Linked DNA regions of Mus musculus: region 1 is linked to region 2. A link is a contact called in public HiChIP or PLAC-seq data. All regions are on one chromosome and are shown on one strand. Each heading gives the region's core, a stretch centred on a gene start, on an enhancer-like site or on the middle of the called end of the contact. The rest is flanking DNA. Distances are from core to core; before and after follow the strand shown.

The links. HiChIP or PLAC-seq counts read pairs in DNA pulled down with a chosen protein or histone mark.
Region 1: a contact with region 2 is called in an H3K4me3 HiChIP or PLAC-seq map of intestinal crypt epithelium, with 5 read pairs. The contact joins the enhancer-like site here to the promoter of Ostm1 in region 2. A contact is called at or near these places in 1 of 39 promoter capture datasets (macrophages), 1 of 15 datasets of contacts at CTCF or cohesin (CD8 T cells), 1 of 484 Hi-C or Micro-C datasets (rod photoreceptor), 5 of 115 datasets of contacts at active chromatin or transcription factors (embryonic forebrain, embryonic stem cells, intestinal crypt epithelium and 1 more) and 2 of 9 other capture datasets (adipose tissue and embryonic stem cells).

What each region holds. Positions count from the first base shown.
Region 1 is chr10:42,714,249-42,716,948 of GRCm38.p6, forward strand. No RefSeq gene overlaps it. Among named protein-coding and RNA genes, the nearest start is that of Ostm1, 37 kb to the left of the region's middle. Within about 2 kb of position 1,338, at least 34 of the 459 cell types and tissues checked have an H3K27ac peak or open chromatin away from gene starts, as enhancers often do. A contact at or near this core is called in intestinal crypt epithelium and intestinal villus epithelium, where this site is marked.
Region 2 is chr10:42,677,544-42,680,243 of GRCm38.p6, forward strand. Ostm1 (osteopetrosis associated transmembrane protein 1) reads left to right here and starts at 1,373. Exons shown (of 6, transcript NM_172416.3): 1 at 1,373-1,854. The coding sequence starts at 1,441.

The sequences.
Region 1 (2,700 bases), core at 88-2,587, 37 kb after region 2:
CGCGGTGCTTAACTTTTTTTTTTCCCTTTAACAAAATCCCATTAATTTCCTATGTAAATCAATACAGAAAAAAAAAAGTACAATTCAAGGACTGTGGTCTCAAACTGAATTTTCTGAACGCCAGTGGATCTTGTTTTAAACACCTGTAGTGTTGTGTTGCTTTGACATTTTTAGCGGCTCCAGAAGGAAATCTGATTTCAGAGAGGAGGAGAACCACTGTACATCACGTGACTAACGTGGTCCCAAGACCCTCACGTCCTACTCTTAGCTTTTGAGCCCTTTCCTACCCGCTCTTACACACACTGAGAAGTTGGTGACCTCTCCCTCAGGGGCTTTCTCCTTTCCTCAGATTTGGCTTAAGAGAAATCCCTGCAGGGGGGCGAGTTAAAACAACACATTTGATACCCCTGTGGTGGTCACTCCCTCTCGCTCTTTGATTCGAACTTATCCCTTAAATTCCATCTCTTTCAGCCACTCTAGAAATAATCCTACCCAATTCAGTTTATGTCAAAGCCCTGGTGCTGGATAAAGTCCTCTCATTTGCTTAGTGAAGAAATATCATTTGTCCCCTAAGACAGGCAGGCAGTATGCCAGGTCTTGAGGCTGCAGCGGTGACCCCGACAGAAGCGGGGTCACCTGATCTCGCAAACCTTTGATCTAGTGATTATGACACTGCGGGTGTGCTGGAGCCCAGATAAACACCAAGTAGGATCCAGGCTGAAAATCAAGGATTACAAAATATAACCAATCGGCATGGAACTTGGTCACATGTAGGCAATAGCATTTTATTTTTTAAAAAATCGAATTGCATATTCCTTTAAATGGGATGATTATTATTTCTTTGTCTGTTTTAATAAAGGATTCTACTAGTCCATGAAAAGCCAGGTTGGTTACAAAAGTGCACAGATTTCAAACCTCTAGCTCAGCCAATCTTGCAGAGAGCGTGCCCTAGTTCTCTCGGTAGTGTAATCGCTATTAAAAAGGTGGCCTCTAAGAGAAGAAGACTCCTTAGGCTGGTAGCAATCATCACTTTCCAGTGGCTAAGAAAATGGAAGCATTCCTCCGGAGAGGAACGAGAGTTTCTTATGAAGAGTTGGGCACAGCCTCTCTTGAATTGAGGGCCGGTAGCTTTTTACACTGTTCTTCTGCGTGGCTTTGAGGGTCACGCCTCAGAAGTAAGACTCAGCTCAGAAGAGGATCGGAGTGACAGTCTCTCTCCCTCTGTCCTGTAACTATCCATTCCCTCTCATTCCAGTTTCCTCCTCCCCGTCTCTCTAAGTCTCTCTCACCCGTACTGCCACGACCTGACAGCTTATTGGAGACTTTAACCACGCCCACTGTTCAGGGCTTGGGCGGCAGGCTGCGCAGTGGGAGGGTTGAGGTTTCTTTGGGTCAAGGTGTAGTTAAAAGCCGCTGAGGGGAAATCTTGCACCAAACCTCAGGTCCTCAACTCCAAAACAGCAATCACAGTCAACCACCACCACAAGGCAAGAAGGAAAAGGAGGCGGGAGGGAAAGAGAAGGTGCTAGTAGCCGCAGAGATTTTCTCCCAAGTATGTGCCAATCTCCTTAGAAATGTTGTAATTAAGCCCCAATTAGCCTCGTCTGGAGGCAACGCAAAGCCCCCAGTTCTGTAAGGTTAGCCAAAGGCCTGTGCATATTCCCCAGGAGGAGATAAAACGTGACAGCATGCACCGAACAAAATTCCCAGTTTTCACCTCATTAAACAGATAGCAATAACCCATGAGGCTGCTAACGCTGCCGTGACTGTGTGTCTTATGTAGGCTCGCTCCCTCTCCTGACGGGGTTTAACCTCTAATGTATAGACTTCTGTGCTTATCAATCTAGCATACATCCACTAGTTTATCTGTTTCTCTTTCTGCCACCACCATCCTTCAGAGCTCCTCCATGGCTCATTTGCAGGCCTGCCCCTTTGGTGCCCCTATTGCCGCTTGCAGGAGTTACTGCTTATGTGCCTGCTAGCCTAGGGCCTGATTTCTTTAAAAGATGAATACATTTGGTAAGAGTTTTCTAGGTCTCTGTTAGGAAGTTAGGAACTCTTTCCCTTAGGTCTGGCCTCTACACATTGAGACAAACTCCATATAAATGTTTAAGGATAGCTTGGCCTGTAATGAATCCTAACCTGTTTGGACAGTAAGACTTTGTTCAGCGGCAAGAAATTTTTCTAAGTTCTGTTTCTCAAAGTGTTATAGAGTAACCATCTGTTGTTAACATTTATTTCTTTTTCTTTTCTTTTTTTTTTTAAAAAAAGATTTATTATTTATCCATTTAATGTATATGAGTACACTGTAGCTGTCTTCAGACACACCAGAAGAGGGCATCAGATCCCGTTACAGATGGTTGTGAGTCACCATGTGGTTGTTGGGAATTGAACTCAGGACCTTAACTGTTGAGCCATCTCTCCAGCCCAATCCAATTTATTTCTTTTTTTTAAAAGACAGATTATTTTTAGTACCATCATCATCATCATCATCATCATCATCATCATCATCATCATCATCATGGAGCCCTGGCTATCCTGGTACTTGCTATGTAGACCAGGCTGGGCTTGAACTCACAGCCTGCTTCATCTTCTTGAGTGTTGTTGGCTTTAAAGGCATGAGTCACCACAACTGACTTAGTTATTGAAATTTTTAATGGGAAAGGCTTCAGAGAAGTTTCAGGATAAATTGTATTGAAT
Region 2 (2,700 bases), core at 123-2,622:
TTTTTCTTTCTTTCTCTTTTTAATTAATTAATTAATTATTTTACACTCCATATTTTATTACCCCCCCCAACTCTCCGACTGATCCACATCCCGTACCTCCTCCCCATACCTCTGTCTCTACATGGATGTCCCCACCCCTCACATCCTACTCTTGAGCACATTATATCCTGGCCTCTTGCTTTATTCCAGTGTCTACTGCAATGACTTATTAATAGGCTTTCTTTTGATTTGTTATTATGGTTCTCTCTCTCTCTCTCTCTCTCTCTCTCTCTCTCTCATGTCTCTGGGTTGACAGAATGCTTGCTTGCTTAGCACACACCAGGCCCTGGGTTTGGTCTCCAGCACCACAAACACCTGGCAATGGGGGTACATGGTGGCACTTTCAGCAGGGAGGCAGGAAGATCAGAATTTCAAGGCCATTCTCTGGTATAGCGCAAACATGTTTCTTAGTGTGTTAGAGAACTAGCCTGAGTTACATGAGGCTTGTCTCCAAGAAGAAAAATACCTATATGTATTAATATTATATAATGTATACATATTTATTATCATAACATATATTATACATTACATAATATACAATATAACATATTACAACATATCATAAAATGCTACGTGTCACATATTACATGTTATATATTAATATTACATATTATGTTACAATATGTTATGTAATATATGGTATAATAATCGTATAATATAGAATATATAATAATAACATAGTGGGGTATGCTCAAGTGTATGTATTAGGTAGGATTTCTATTGCGCTAAAACACTACACCCAGATCCGAGCCGTACACAGGTGTCACTAGTCAGATAGTTATATTTAAATTAAGTGACATTGGACAATTAGTTCTATCATCGTAGTAGCTACAATTCAAGGGTTCAGCTGCTACATGTGGGTAGTGGCTTCCCTATTAACTAAGACGTGGACTATATTCATCACCCCAGGAAGTTCTGTTCGGGGTAGATAGTTGAGAATTAAAATCAATCAATCAAGCCTTTTGAAGCCACAAGTTCCAAAACCAGAACTGCCAACGGATGTTATCCACTCTCCAGAGGAGATGAAGAAATTTTACTAATCCAGAGCCAATGAAAATGAACACCTGCCCAAACCATCAGTCTACTGGGTTTTTCTGGGAGCTCACTCGGCAGTCATCTCCCTGGAGTTCCAGCAACCAGAACAAACTCCACAGGCTCATGGAAGGCGGGGAACTGCAGGGTGCAGAGCGTGCAAGACGGAGGCCTGGGATGCACTGGGGTTGCAGCAGCTCTACAGACCTCCAAGCGGGGCGCGCTCACACCCGCGCGCCTCCGGAGGCAGGTGGGCGGGGCCGTGACGCACTCACCTCGTGACTCCACTCAGGGCCTGCGCCGGCCGAAGCCGGAAGCGGCTGCTGTCGGAAGCACCGGGCGAGCTATCTGTTACAGTCCGGCCCGGGGATGGCTCGGGACGCGGAGCTGGCGCGCAGTAGCGGGTGGCCGTGGCGGTGGCTGCCGGCGCTGCTGCTGCTGCAGCTGCTGCGGTGGAGGTGCGCCCTGTGCGCGCTCCCCTTCACCAGCAGTCGGCACCCAGGCTTTGCGGACCTGCTGTCGGAGCAGCAGCTGTTGGAGGTGCAGGACTTGACCCTGTCTTTGCTGCAGGGCGGAGGTCTAGGGCCGCTGTCACTGCTACCTCCGGACCTGCCGGATCTGGAGCCTGAGTGCCGGGAGCTGCTGATGGACTTCGCCAATAGCAGCGCCGAGCTGACCGCCTGTATGGTGCGCAGCGCTCGGCCCGTGCGCCTCTGCCAGACCTGCTACCCGCTCTTCCAACAGGTCGCAATCAAGATGGACAACATCAGCCGAAACATCGGGGTGGGTAGAGGAGCAGCCTCGGCACCTGGGGGGGGGGGGGGTTGGGAAAGTAAGGAAACGGCATTGGACGGTCTGTGGAGTTAGGGTATCAGAAACAAGCGGGTGACTTTAGGGGCTTATGGCTTGGAATGCTGTCCCCCTGGATGCTGTAAGCCGGCATCTTCTTGGGACAGGTTTGCTGGAACATTGCAGCGAACATACCCAGAGCCACCAGTTTCTATCAGTGTGACCTTTATTATTTTTCAAAGTATTGAGTTCGGTTCCATCCTGTTTATCAGCTTGTTCTCTGGCAAGTTAGTGACATTCTCTGCTTGTTTTCTCATCCGGAAAGTGGGGACAAAGAGAGGCCACACAAAGCGACATACAGTAATAGTTCGTGGTCGGTGAGTTGCCATTTTAGGATAGTCTGCCTTCTCTGTAACTCGAGAGCTTTCCTGGTCACTTGGAAGGTAATGTGAAGGACTTAATGAAGGCAAACCAAAAGAGGAAGACACAGTCTTTGCCTCTAAGAACTGTATAAATTAGGAAAGGATTACGGTGTCGGCCACCGTGAGAGTCACAGGGTTGCCTGGTAAAGGAAAAATAAGGAGGACACAGGGATTGGGGGTGGAAATGGTTCTTGCGTCCTGAGGGGCCAAGTAGTCTCATGAAAAATGTGGCTTCAGTTGCTTTAGAGGTCGTAATTGACTAAACTAAATAGAAATGTCAATAGGTGTATCTTGTTTTTAATCTAGCCTAATGTTACTAAGCAGATTTTTTTTTTTTTTGTAAATGGGGACATTCATTTGCATTAAGTAAAGTCCAGAGTCACTCTTTGTGGAAAGATTTGGCTTTCAAGGCAGTTTA